Regions from separate parts of the Hordeum vulgare genome. Here region 2 is linked to region 1. The links are chromatin contacts, called in public Hi-C maps. All regions are on one chromosome and are shown on one strand. Each heading gives the region's core, a stretch centred on a gene start, on an enhancer-like site or on the middle of the called end of the contact. The rest is flanking DNA. Distances are from core to core; before and after follow the strand shown.

Region 1 (5,932 bases), core at 1,203-3,702:
CGTACGAGACATGTCATATAGTACCTTCTAATGGCATGAGCTAAAGTAAAAATAATACCACATCTAGGCAAACAAAGTCCCCAGGGCTTCACCAAAAAACAACAGACAGTACAAATTTAAGCGAAACTATTAATGATAGATAGATTCCACAAAACATGTTCAGATCACGACATTCTTCGGTTTGACAAAAAACACGGGAATCAAATCTTGAAACAGCAGGCCGGTACGTTTTAAGAGCGAAAAGCTTCTGACTATGAACTACTCATGAATCAGAGTCTGGGCTTAAGCAGCGATGAAAGCCTTCTTCCCGCCTCCGGTGGTTCCAGCTGGAACGACCTTCAGGACATTGAATCTCACAGTTTTCGACAGGGGCCTGTTTCAGGAACAAGCAATATACTTCAGAAACAAAAGAAAATAGCACTTGCAGTAATCAAGAGGATGCAGTGGAATAGCACAGGCATATAACAGTAGAACACCAGGCTAAAACTATTATTTGAATACCAAGTCATCCAAGAGTACAAGCTTTACCTGCACTGGCCAATGATGACATGGTCGCCTTCCTTGACACGGAAGCAGGGGGAGATGTGAGCTGGGATGTTGGAGTGCCTCTTCTCATACCTGCAAGGTGCATGAATGATTTCGAAGTTAGAAATGCCATGGGGAAGAAGCAAGCAGTATGTTATCAGAATCATCAATGGGTTCACTTGCCTCTGATACTTCTTCACAAAGTGAAGGTAGTTCCTGCGCACGATGATCGTCCTGTTCATCTTGGCGCTGTGGCAGGTTCCAGCTATGATTCTGCCCCTGATGGCAACAGTTCCAGTGAATGGGCACTTCTTGTCAATGTAGGTACCTGGAAATTAATTGGAATTAATACACGGATGAAAGCATAACATAAAATAATGCACAATCAACTATTCATGGTTTATGACTATCACGTTACTTGCCAGAGCAACAAAATATCTAAAACAGCAAAGAGCAAAATTCATGGGTCAGTTGTTTCAACATGATCTAAATAATATTGGCTGCGGATCTACCAATGACAACCACTGTACCAACTGAGAGTTTACTCTAAACAAACGTCAATACTTCGTGTGGAGAGCTAGATACCTAGCTAAGCCAAGAGAAATGGTACTGAAGTAGTAAGATCTCCAGCTAAGCAAACTTCCACCAATTTGCAAATGGGAGTAAACCAAACTAATCCATTATGTTGCAATGAATGCCCACAAATAATAGTAAGTGACAATCCTTCTGATGTCCTTCAGAAGTATGAAAGACTAACAGCACCTACATGAGTACGAAAACAGTGTTAAAATAGAAGGATTGGCTTGTAGTTCACCTTCGATCGCTTCCCTTGGGGTCTTGAAACCAAGGCCAACACTCTTCCAGAAGCGGTTGCCAGCCTTGCCGGGCCTCTTTGCCTTGTCAGCCTTCTTGGTGCTAAATTAAACAGCAAACCATTGTTAGGGTATGGGCATTACATTGGATCAATACAAGACATGTGCATTGCAAAACAACACCAGCACAACAAGAAGGTTAATCGAATTACTCACCTGAGGAAAACCTTTGGCTGCTTGAGGAAAGACTTCTCAGTCTGCACAACAGATCAGGTTTAAGCCATCAGAACTATCACAACCACACACTTTAATCAATTATGGGCATGAATGAAACAAGCGAAATCAACATTATAGACTCCATCTAGTGCTTGCCAAACTCCAAATGAACCATACAACAAACGGAACTTCGTCAGAGCGGGTCTAGTGCATCGACAACTTGGAGTTGAAACCATCCCACTAAACAACAAGATCCTACTGCGTCCAAATAATCAGAGAAGAGCCCGTAATAAAGCTACAGTGACAGCATGCATCACATTTAGCAGATCCTACTAACGACCAGGAGGGAACAGACGCTCTCCAAGTTCGTCACACCGCAAGAAACAACCACCTCGCGACTGCCAAGATACCGCATGCTACCAATCGATTTGCAACGAATACACAAGCTTCTCGACGAACAGATCTAAGCATACACGGCCGAAAAGCGCGAAGGCGCCGCATCACAAATCCCAAGCACGCGGCGGCAGCAAGCGAACGGGGGGAGCAGAGGTAGGGCGCTGCACGGGGGAGGACGGGGGGAGCCTTTACCTGCTCCGCCATGGCTACGAGGTGGGCTTCGAGCGGCTCGGAGGCGGCGGCGGCGGCGGCGGCGGAGCGCGGGGATGCGGGTGCGAGGAGGCGAGGCGCTGACAGGAGTTGGCGGCGGGGCGGAAACCCTAAGGGTGCATTCTTATAGAACCGAGCGCCGCTGCGGAATGCGCAGCCCTTTCCGGGCCTTGCCACCCGTCTCCTCGGCCCGGTCCGTCACGGAGGCCCATGGGAGGCCCGCCTGTCGTGGATAATCACTCGCGGCGGGGTTCCGTCAGATCAGGCCGTTGATGGTGTGTTAGCCGTCGGATCTTAATGCTCGCTCCGACCATCCTCCGTGCTGAAAACATAAACCAGAAAGAGAGAGAGAGAGAGGGATCTCCTCGCCGTGGTCTCTCTTCCTCCCCCACTCCTCCCTCTCCCCTCCGGCCACCGGCGCGGCTGCTTCCCCCCTCTCCGTCCCTCTCCGCGCGACAGGGTCTGGTGGCGCGGATTCGTCCCGAAGCCGATCGAACCGGTTCGTTCGGTAATCTGCCAAACCCGCGCTGGTTTTTTGCAAATTCCTCGATCCGTCCCGTGCTTGCGGCGGCCGGCGGCGTGGGCGAGCGGCCCGGCTGCGTGCGATCCGCGCGTAATGGCGACTCGATTGTTCGCGGCTGTTGTTGTCTTTTCCGCCTGGAGAAATTCGTAATGGAGTCTCCGCCGGTTTTGTGCAGTTGGAGCGTAATGGCGAGCCTGCAGCCTTCCCTCCCCGAGCCCTCCTCCTTCGCCGGGGCCTCGCCGCCGTCTCCCTCCCCGATCGGTGGAGGCGCCGGTGGCGGCTCTGCCTCGGCGGCGCAGGAGCCCAGGAAGATGGCGTCGGCGGAGCAGCTGGTGCTCGACCTGTGCGACCGCGAGCTGCGCGAGAACGCCCTCCTCGAGCTGTCCAAGGTCCGTCGCGTCCTCTTCTATTTCTACTAGGGTTCTAGCGCCTCCTTGCACAGAGCAATTGCAGACTGCGTGTTCGTTCAGCCATTTATATAAGGTGTTTTGTAAGGCTGAAGTAAATCGGTAACCAAATTACTGATTTCAGAAACGAGAGATATTCCAAGACCTGGCCCCGCTTCTCTGGCACTCTTTTGGCACAATTGCTGCACTGCTTCAGGTATGCGTAATTCATCTGTCTTCGATGTTTATGTTTTGCATTTCTTTACCTCATGCTGTTTTTATGTTGTCTGACTGTGAAAGCAGTCACTATTCTATTTGTGTTTTCAAGTCGCCACTTGCTGTTTTGGATGCAGGTTATCAAAATTTGGATCTACTTTCTCACTTTGTGTGTTTGACAACCTGAAAATACTCGCAGGAAATTGTGTCGATCTACCCTGCACTTTCACCCCCAACTTTGTCACCAGGTGCATCAAACCGAGTCTGCAACGCACTTGCACTTCTTCAGGTACAGCTCGAAATAACAAGTGGGGAGATCACATTTACAAAATTGCTTCAAGTCTCCCATGTTATTAGATTTGTTATTGCGTATATTTATTGTCTAATTTTGTGTGTTTGTATTACAATAATTGCAGTGTGTTGCATCGCACCCTGATACCAGAATCCCTTTCTTAAATGGTAACGAGTTCAGCCATTTGCATTGTGTCTCACATATTCTAATTACTAGTAGCTTGATATGAAAGAAGAGCCATTCGGCTTTTGATATTGTTGTTGTTAGCGATTCACTTTCTTCTCTCTGTCCTCCATTTGTTCCTTTCAGCTCATGTGCCGCTGTTCTTGTATCCGTTCCTGAATACATTCAGCAAGACAAGGCCTTTTGAGTACTTGCGGCTTACCAGCCTGGGTGTCATCGGTGCTCTTGTTAAGGTATTTTTGGTACAATTTTACATGAACTAACAATTTTTGTATCATGAATCCAACCCTGCAATGTTATATATTAAACATGATCCTTTCACTAATTCTTCAAACAATGCAGCATCATGTTGTTTTTATTCCAATAACCTGGCATGAACAATGAATCTAATAAGGCCACAAGGGATACATCCATATTACTTCGTTGTGCAACGAAGAGATAAACAACTGAGTAACTTATAAACAAGCAATGTTCTATCTAATGTTTTCTTCTTTCTTTTGGAATAAGCTGCATGTGTTTCCAAATACCAAACGTTCTCTTCTTGCCTTTGGAAGAAGCTTCTTTACCTTATTATTATGCATGCAGGTTGATGACACTGACGTTATCAGCTTTTTGCTGCAAACTGAAATAATTCCTCTGTGCTTGCGTACCATGGAAATGGGCAGTGAACTATCAAAAACCGTGCGTATCTAACCATCTCAATCCTCATCTAAAGTGTTACAGTCTTTCTTTTCTGTTTAGCCCTAGAAAAGATCAAATTACTTCTTCTTTTCAAAAATTATATTTGGCTGTCTGAAGTTCCTGTGGAACGCTATATCACTAATTTACTACTCCCTCCGTTCCTAAATATAAGTCTTTAAAGAGATTTCATTAGAGGACTACATACGAAGCAAAATGAATGAATCTACACTCTAAAATATGTCTATATACACCCGTATGTAATCTCCTAATGGAACCTCTAAAAAGACTTATATTTAGGAACGGAGGGAATATCAGTTAACATTAATATGCTTGTGATTATCTATAGCCTTATATGCCATGCCAGGCTTCTCTCTGATAATAACTTGAAACCACTTCACAGTTTATAGACTTATAAAAGGTGTATTATGCGAAAAACCTCAAATGCTGTTTGGCTTTGGCAATCAGTAATTGACCTATGCTGCTAAGGGCGTTGCGTTACTATTATCAGTTATCAATTGGACTGGAAGATCAATAACTTTGTGGATACATAAATATGCCAACGTTTTTGCAACATCTTTCCTGTATAACCCACAGCCACAGGAGTTGAATATTTTGAGGTGCTTAAGGCCCTGTTTGGATTGTCGTTTTACTTTGAAATACACCTGTAAAAAATACATGCCTTGCTCTGTCGTTTTGTTTCCAGCCCAAAATTACTCAGTTGCCAGTATGGCGTAAGTTAAAACACCTCCGCATTCGATTACACCGTTCCCAAGCGCGCCCTAAGATTAATTTGGGTGGAATACAAGTTGAGGCTTGGCCACACGGGGTCTTATACAGATAATGATATAAATGCATCCAGTTTCATTAATTTAGTTAAATATGCATAAGCAGGTCGCTACCTTCATCGTCCAAAAGATTCTGCTGGATGATATTGGACTGCACTACGTATGTGCCACCGCTGAGCGTTTCTATGCTGTAGGCAGCGTTTTAGGAAATATGGTAATATCACTTGCTGATCAGCCTTCCACAAGGTTGCTCAAGCACATTATTCGATGTTACCTCAGGCTGTCAGATAACCCCAGGTTTGTGCTGTCATTCATATGTCACTAAATGATTTTACATCTATCTTCCCATGTGCTGATTTTTTGTCTTCCCTCACAGGGCCTGTGTTGCACTACATAATTGCCTCCCTGACATGCTGAAAGATGGGACGTTCAACATTTCTCTTAGGGTGAGTCATATGCTGTTAACATATCTGTCATTACCAGTTCACTCATGTATTCAAATAAAATGAAACGAACTTACCGATCAGATACTAATCGTATTTATATATCTGATGAAACGAAGGATGACCCCGCGACAAGGCGCTGGCTCCAACAACTGCTGCATAACGTGACAGTGGGTGGTATGGGAGGACCTGGCATGGGGGTGCCTCCCCAGCCGGGCCTGGATCACATGATGGGGATATGATCCAGTTTAGTTGCTGCGATTC
Region 2 (5,932 bases), core at 1,056-3,555, 180 kb after region 1:
TTCTCCCCTTCTTCTTGGACTCCGTCTGGCCATCCTCGTCTCAGTCATGCCCCCTCCCCTCCTCCCACCTCGGTCCGCTTCATTGGCTCCAAAGCTAGTAAGCAACATACCCCCCTCCCTCCTTTGTTAGGTCGTTTGTTATGATGGTATAAGATCGGTTGCGCCATTGCTGACCGCACCATGGATGTCACCTAGGTTGTGGACGAACGGATGAAGCTAGTAGTTTAGTCAGCATCACTGATTCAGGCCTGGATCCTATTGGTCCACAAGAGAGTCGTTCGTCTGAGTGACAAGCCTATCATCCGGTATGGTCCACCGTTAATCCAGGATCAAGAGAAGATAACTAATCATAACGAGACTCTCTGGATGTTTCAAATGAAAAGAGCACCTTTTGTCGGGCTTCTGCAAACTTTCACGAGCAGAGTGTTACATGATAACATCCACACCTTCGTGGAAGAGCAAGTAGCCATGTTTGTCTATATTGTAGGTCATAACCACAGGTTTATGGTTATCCACTACACATTCATGAGATCAATGGAAACGATTTCGAGGTATTTTAAGCATGTGGTATATGTTGTTGGGAGCTCAGGTGAGAGATGATCAAGTCACCAACCGAACAAACTCCTAGCAAGATTCACACTATCCAAGATGTTATTTGTATTTCAAGGTGGACATTACTCATAGTTCGTGCACTCACATGCTTGTCATGTGATTTTTAGGATTGCCATACCACCATATAGTCATGCTTTGATTGCTAAAGTGTCGACAACACATGTCTAGGGCATACATGTGTAGAAAGCACTACAGAAATTCGAATGTTCTTGTTGCGGTTGACTTTGATATGTAGTTCACCTATGTGATAGCTGGGTGCAAAGGATCAGCCCATGATGCTAACATCCTAACTGACAGTATGAGTCGACGTGATGGCATCAATATCCCTGATGGCAAGTTGTACCTAGGAGATACGGGTGTTCTTCCATCCTTTAGAGAAACAAGGTACCATCTAAACGAGTTCTCTTTCAGGAACTATCGCAAGGCTCCACAAGAACTGTTTAACCTCAAACACTCTAGCCTTAGAGCGACGACTGATAGGGCATTTGGAGATCTAAAGAATAAGTTTAGGATCATAGATCAAAAACAGAGATTTCAATGAATTGGTAAGAAGTTGCAGTGAACAAAACCGTGGCCGGAGCAGGATAAGTGTAAACTGTAAAGTTGAGGGCAGGTGCACGCACCTGTCCATCTTATTCCGCGCAATGACGGGGTGATGGCCGACGCACTAGCTACACCGTCCCTGTTGGTCCAGGGTTGCTGGCGCATCATCGCCTAGCTCACCCTTCCTTTCCTCCATTTTCCTGCCGGGGCTCGATGGCTCACGTTTGGTGCAGACCCACGGTACAAAGATTCCTCCCTATAGCTACGCACAGAGAAAGAGATTCTTTGTTACCATCGATCTTATCAACTTTGGATTTGTGATTTGGGAGGAGGGGAAAAGCCCGGCTGTGCGCCAAGGTCAGTGGAACTATCTCACGTCCTTAACGACTGTGACCTGACCTATAACACAACCAACGGCAGCTAAAAGAGCCCAGCCAACATACGTCACATACATGGCGTGCATTTTGGTCCCTTCGTACAGGGGAACGCTGGCTCATTCCATCGCCAAGGCTTCCATTGGCCAAGGATGGATGCCGTGTGATCTCGGCCGTCCGATCCGGGTTCCATTCGTATATGGCAGGAATATATCAGCCAGCTTTGACAGCTTGCACGCCTTTTACCTCACACCGGTCGATGACGACATTGTGTCAACACTGCACTAAAACCGACCAGAAAGCGCACCGCCTCCCCAGGATTAATGAAATCCTCAGCCGCCATCCGCCAAGCACACCTCTTCTTCCCTATACACATACCCAGGGCACATACCCAATTTAGAATCAGGCCCCTGTCCGCCTTCGTCCATCCGGTGATCGGCGACGAGGGAGGCACGGCAGCAAGGCGACGCGGCAGCCGTCACCGGAGGAAGAAATCCAGGTTCCAGACAGCCGAGCCGACGGCCGGTGACCATGGATGAAAACAAGTTTCAACTTAGCCCGTGGATCCTTACGGAAATATCTCCCCAAAGTGCAGAGAATCCAGTTTCCGGATACCATGTCATTAAGTATGGAGCACTTTGCACCGAGGTTAGTGACACATGGCACATACGATGCGCAGCCCCGGGAGCGCCAGACCCCACCTGGACAAAGGACAACGACTCTCCTCACCCTCACCCTCACCCCACGCCTCCTTCCTATATTAAAGTAGCAAGCGCTGGCTCCATCTCCCTGCAGCAAGCACATCGCATTCAGGCATAATCAGCGATTCAGCAGACTCGCCACCATGTGGGCTACCAAGCATACCTTGCAAGCGCTTCTCCCATGGCTCCTCCTGTTCGTGCAGCAGGCCGCGGCCAGCGGCGGGTGCGAGTGCACGACCGCCACGGACGGGGCGGACAAGCAGGGCGCGATGAAGCTCAAGCTGGTCGCCATCGCGTCCATCCTGGCCGCCGGGGCGGCTGGCGTGCTGGTGCCGGTGCTCGGACGCTCCATGGCCGCGCTGCGCCCCGACGGCGACATCTTCTTCGCGGTCAAGGCGTTCGCCGCTGGAGTCATCCTTGCCACCGGCATGGTGCACATCCTGCCGGCGGCGTTCGACGGGCTCACCTCCCCGTGCATCCACAAAGGCGGCGGGGACAGGAACGGCTTCCCTTTTGCAGGACTTGTGGCCATGTCTGCAGCCATGGCCACAATGGTGATAGACTCCCTGGCTGCTGGGTACTACCGCCGCTCTCACTTCAGCAAGGCACGCCCACTTGACAACATCGACATACCTGGACACACCGGAGATGAGGAAGGGAGGGCCGATCATCCACATGTGCACACGCATGGCCATTCACATGGTGAGGCGATTGCTGTCAGCTCGCCGGAGGAGGCTGCGATAGCTGACACAATCCGGCACAGGGTGGTATCTCAGGTAAGTTAGAGCAGCCGCTCCAAAGCTCATAGGACTTCCTGGCAAAAGTAATTGGAGGTTAGTTCCATAACTTCCCGTATACCAGAAAAATAGTGAATCTTAAAATGATGCGAGCATGAAAGACGTAACTTTAAAAATACAAAAATATATTAACTTTTCATGAACACGAATAAAGATGACGTAGTGGAAAGGTGGACTACATCAGCACATAATGTTCCAAAATATCTCATCTGACCAAACTAATATCTACGTTGAACAGTTTCAGAGAAAACAAACAGAACAATTTCAGAGCAGAACCAAAAGGCATAGTGGCAGGTTAAATAATTCTCCAAGGTCAATTTGGCATCTCGCTCAAAACCTTTCCATAATAATGAAACAAAAATAAACAGAGATGTGAATGAGGAGATCAATACCTATTCGAAAGGCCAGGCAGTTTGCCGTTTACTCCTTTAGGACAAACTTTACCTCTTCAAATAAAGAATCCAGTTCCTCCACAAACTGTTCGCCAAGTTGGTAGATATTTTGGAGAACCAACCAGTCCCGCGTTAAAATAACCATAAGTTTACCATCATGCAGGTTCTAGAGCTGGGAATCTTGGTGCATTCAGTGATAATTGGCGTGTCATTAGGAGCATCTGTGAGGCCATCCACCATCAAGCCTCTGGTCGGTGCCCTCAGCTTCCATCAATTCTTTGAAGGCATAGGCTTGGGTGGTTGCATTGTTCAGGTACCTGTGCTTGCACTGATAAGAATCTAACTTGTTTTCCTGCCTCCATTTTTTAATATGATACCAGGAAGGTAAAAAGATAATTTTAAATCAACATGTCAGGATATATACACTCACAGAAGGGGAGGCAAAAATGAAGGATGATTACAATATTAAGTTTAAATTAAATAGTTCGCTGATAGCAACATGAGTATGAGACATTAGAGGCATGATGAAATAATACTGATATTTGTCTTCCAAAAATAATCAACACATTATATACAACAGCCATTGATAATTGATCTTTTCAGGGAGAAAATAGAAAGTAACCAGTTTGAGGACTGATATTCCAGTCCTAAAGACATAAGCTAAAATAAGCAAAGATTCTGAAGAAAGCAAACAAATGACACAGAGGATAAAGAACCAACTTTATAAAGTGGTCCATAGCAACAAAAGGCTAAGTGGCTAACATCTTTGATTTTCACATTTTCTGCAGGCTAATTTCAAGGTAAGGGCAACCATCATCATGGCAACGTTTTTCTCCCTTACCGCACCAGTGGGCATCGTGCTAGGGATTGCGGTTTCATCTAGCTATAATGTGCATAGCTCTACTGCCTTCATTATTGAGGGAGTCTTCAACTCAGCCTCGGCAGGGATTCTAATCTACATGTCCCTAGTGGACCTTCTAGCAACAGATTTCAATAACCCAAAGCTACAGACAAATACAAAGCTTCAGCTGATGACATATCTTGCACTTTTCCTAGGTGCTGGGATGATGTCCATGCTTGCCATATGGGCATAGATCTTCAAAGCAATGACCATTGCAATTGTATTTCCTGCTAAAGTCGAAGTGCTAATTGTATTCATCCAGGAGTTCTCTATTTTCTCAAAATAATACACCCTTGGTGAAGAATTGACCATATTCATTCAGGAATTTTCTATTTCCCGAACCAATGTACTCTAGGATATTCTCTGTACATCATAGTATGAGATTGTGTGATGAGTAGATGTCAGCCCTAACTACTAAGCAATATAAGTAATTAGTTATACAGTAGGTTTTGGACTTCCCAAATTTAGACCAGATGAGTCCCTCACACCAATAATAAATCTGCATGGATACTTTTCCATTAACCAAAAGGACCAAAACAGGACTAGTTTGTTCAGCTTGATAGTTAAAAACTGTTCAAGAAAACCTGACAGGAGAGATTCAAAGCTTCAGAAAAGATGTAAAATTACAAAAACAAAAGAGGCCTACGTGATTTATCCACAGTTGTATATGCTCCTGTGAGAAAACCACAAGTAAACACAGTTACACACAAGACTGCTACTTCTTTGAGTTCTTTCAACAATCATATGCTGAACCAAAGTTTCCCAAGAGATTCAAGTTCTTCATGAAGTCAACGACAGCATATAAACTATAGAGAACCTATTCTGTTTCATGACACAAAATGTAATGATTATTTGTTGTGAAACAATGACATATCCCTTCTGCTCCACTGAGTTTTTGCAGTTCCTTCTTGGTTAAATAAAAACTAACAATTGAACGCAAAAGTAACTACTCGAAAGTCCAAAGAGAGTCGATGTTTTTGAGCAAATATGGCAGAACTAACAAACCAAGCTGATAAAGATAGATCTGCTTAAATTATGTGCTAAAGAAGATCTGGTAGAATTAGTAAAAGTAGGACCTGAATTATGATCATGGTAGTCTCTGTCAACATGATAACAAAATTAACAGCTGAACACAGTATCTACCAATAACAGGTACAACGATTCATCCTCATATAGCTTCCATAATCCTGAAATTTTTCAGCGACTACATCAAACTAGAAGGACGTAATATTACAAAAGCACATAACCCAACTGACTCTGGATAGCATGTGTATCATGGACATAAAACTCAACTCAAGTTACGCTACTGCCTACTCCACCTTTCCCTTCCCATGGGAATCATCACTCACTTGAGAAGAAGTTGGCTGGTTAATGCTTGCTTTGGCGTTTGCTAGAAAGGTTGGATCAGGCTGTGGCTCTTGATGGGGAGCCTCCTTCATGGCCATGTATATGTAAAAGCCGATCACCAGATTGACCGAGATGACAGCAAGGAATCCACTCGCCATAGTTTGCGCTGAGGGGGAAAGCTGACCGACACCTGACCAAGAAGTAAAACATCATTTTGATATAATGTTTGTGCTTGAGTTCCATACAAAATATTAAGTACTCCCTC

What was found. A called contact is a pair of places that touch in the nucleus more often than the background predicts.
Region 2: a contact with region 1 is called in a Hi-C map of leaf, with 2.1 times the contacts expected there. The contact joins the promoter of LOC123427629 here to the promoter of LOC123427622 in region 1. A contact is called at or near these places in 2 of 6 Hi-C or Micro-C datasets (leaf and seedling).

Annotation. Positions count from the first base shown.
Region 1 is chr2H:601,469,718-601,475,649 of MorexV3_pseudomolecules_assembly, forward strand. LOC123427622 (CCR4-NOT transcription complex subunit 9-like) reads left to right here and starts at 2,453. Exons shown (of 9, transcript XM_045111703.1): 1 at 2,453-2,667; 2 at 2,858-3,071; 3 at 3,214-3,285; 4 at 3,484-3,573; 5 at 3,701-3,743; 6 at 3,886-3,992; 7 at 5,332-5,522; 8 at 5,602-5,671; 9 at 5,788-5,932. The coding sequence starts at 2,868. The coding sequence ends at 5,910. LOC123427621 (40S ribosomal protein S11) reads right to left here and starts at 2,279. Exons shown (of 6, transcript XM_045111699.1): 1 at 2,142-2,279; 2 at 1,554-1,594; 3 at 1,340-1,440; 4 at 709-853; 5 at 529-618; 6 at 116-373. The coding sequence starts at 2,153. The coding sequence ends at 283.
Region 2 is chr2H:601,645,201-601,651,132 of MorexV3_pseudomolecules_assembly, forward strand. LOC123427629 (zinc transporter 3-like) reads left to right here and starts at 2,306. Exons shown (of 4, transcript XM_045111710.1): 1 at 2,306-3,006; 2 at 3,583-3,732; 3 at 4,208-4,219; 4 at 4,476-4,637. The coding sequence starts at 2,374. The coding sequence ends at 4,487.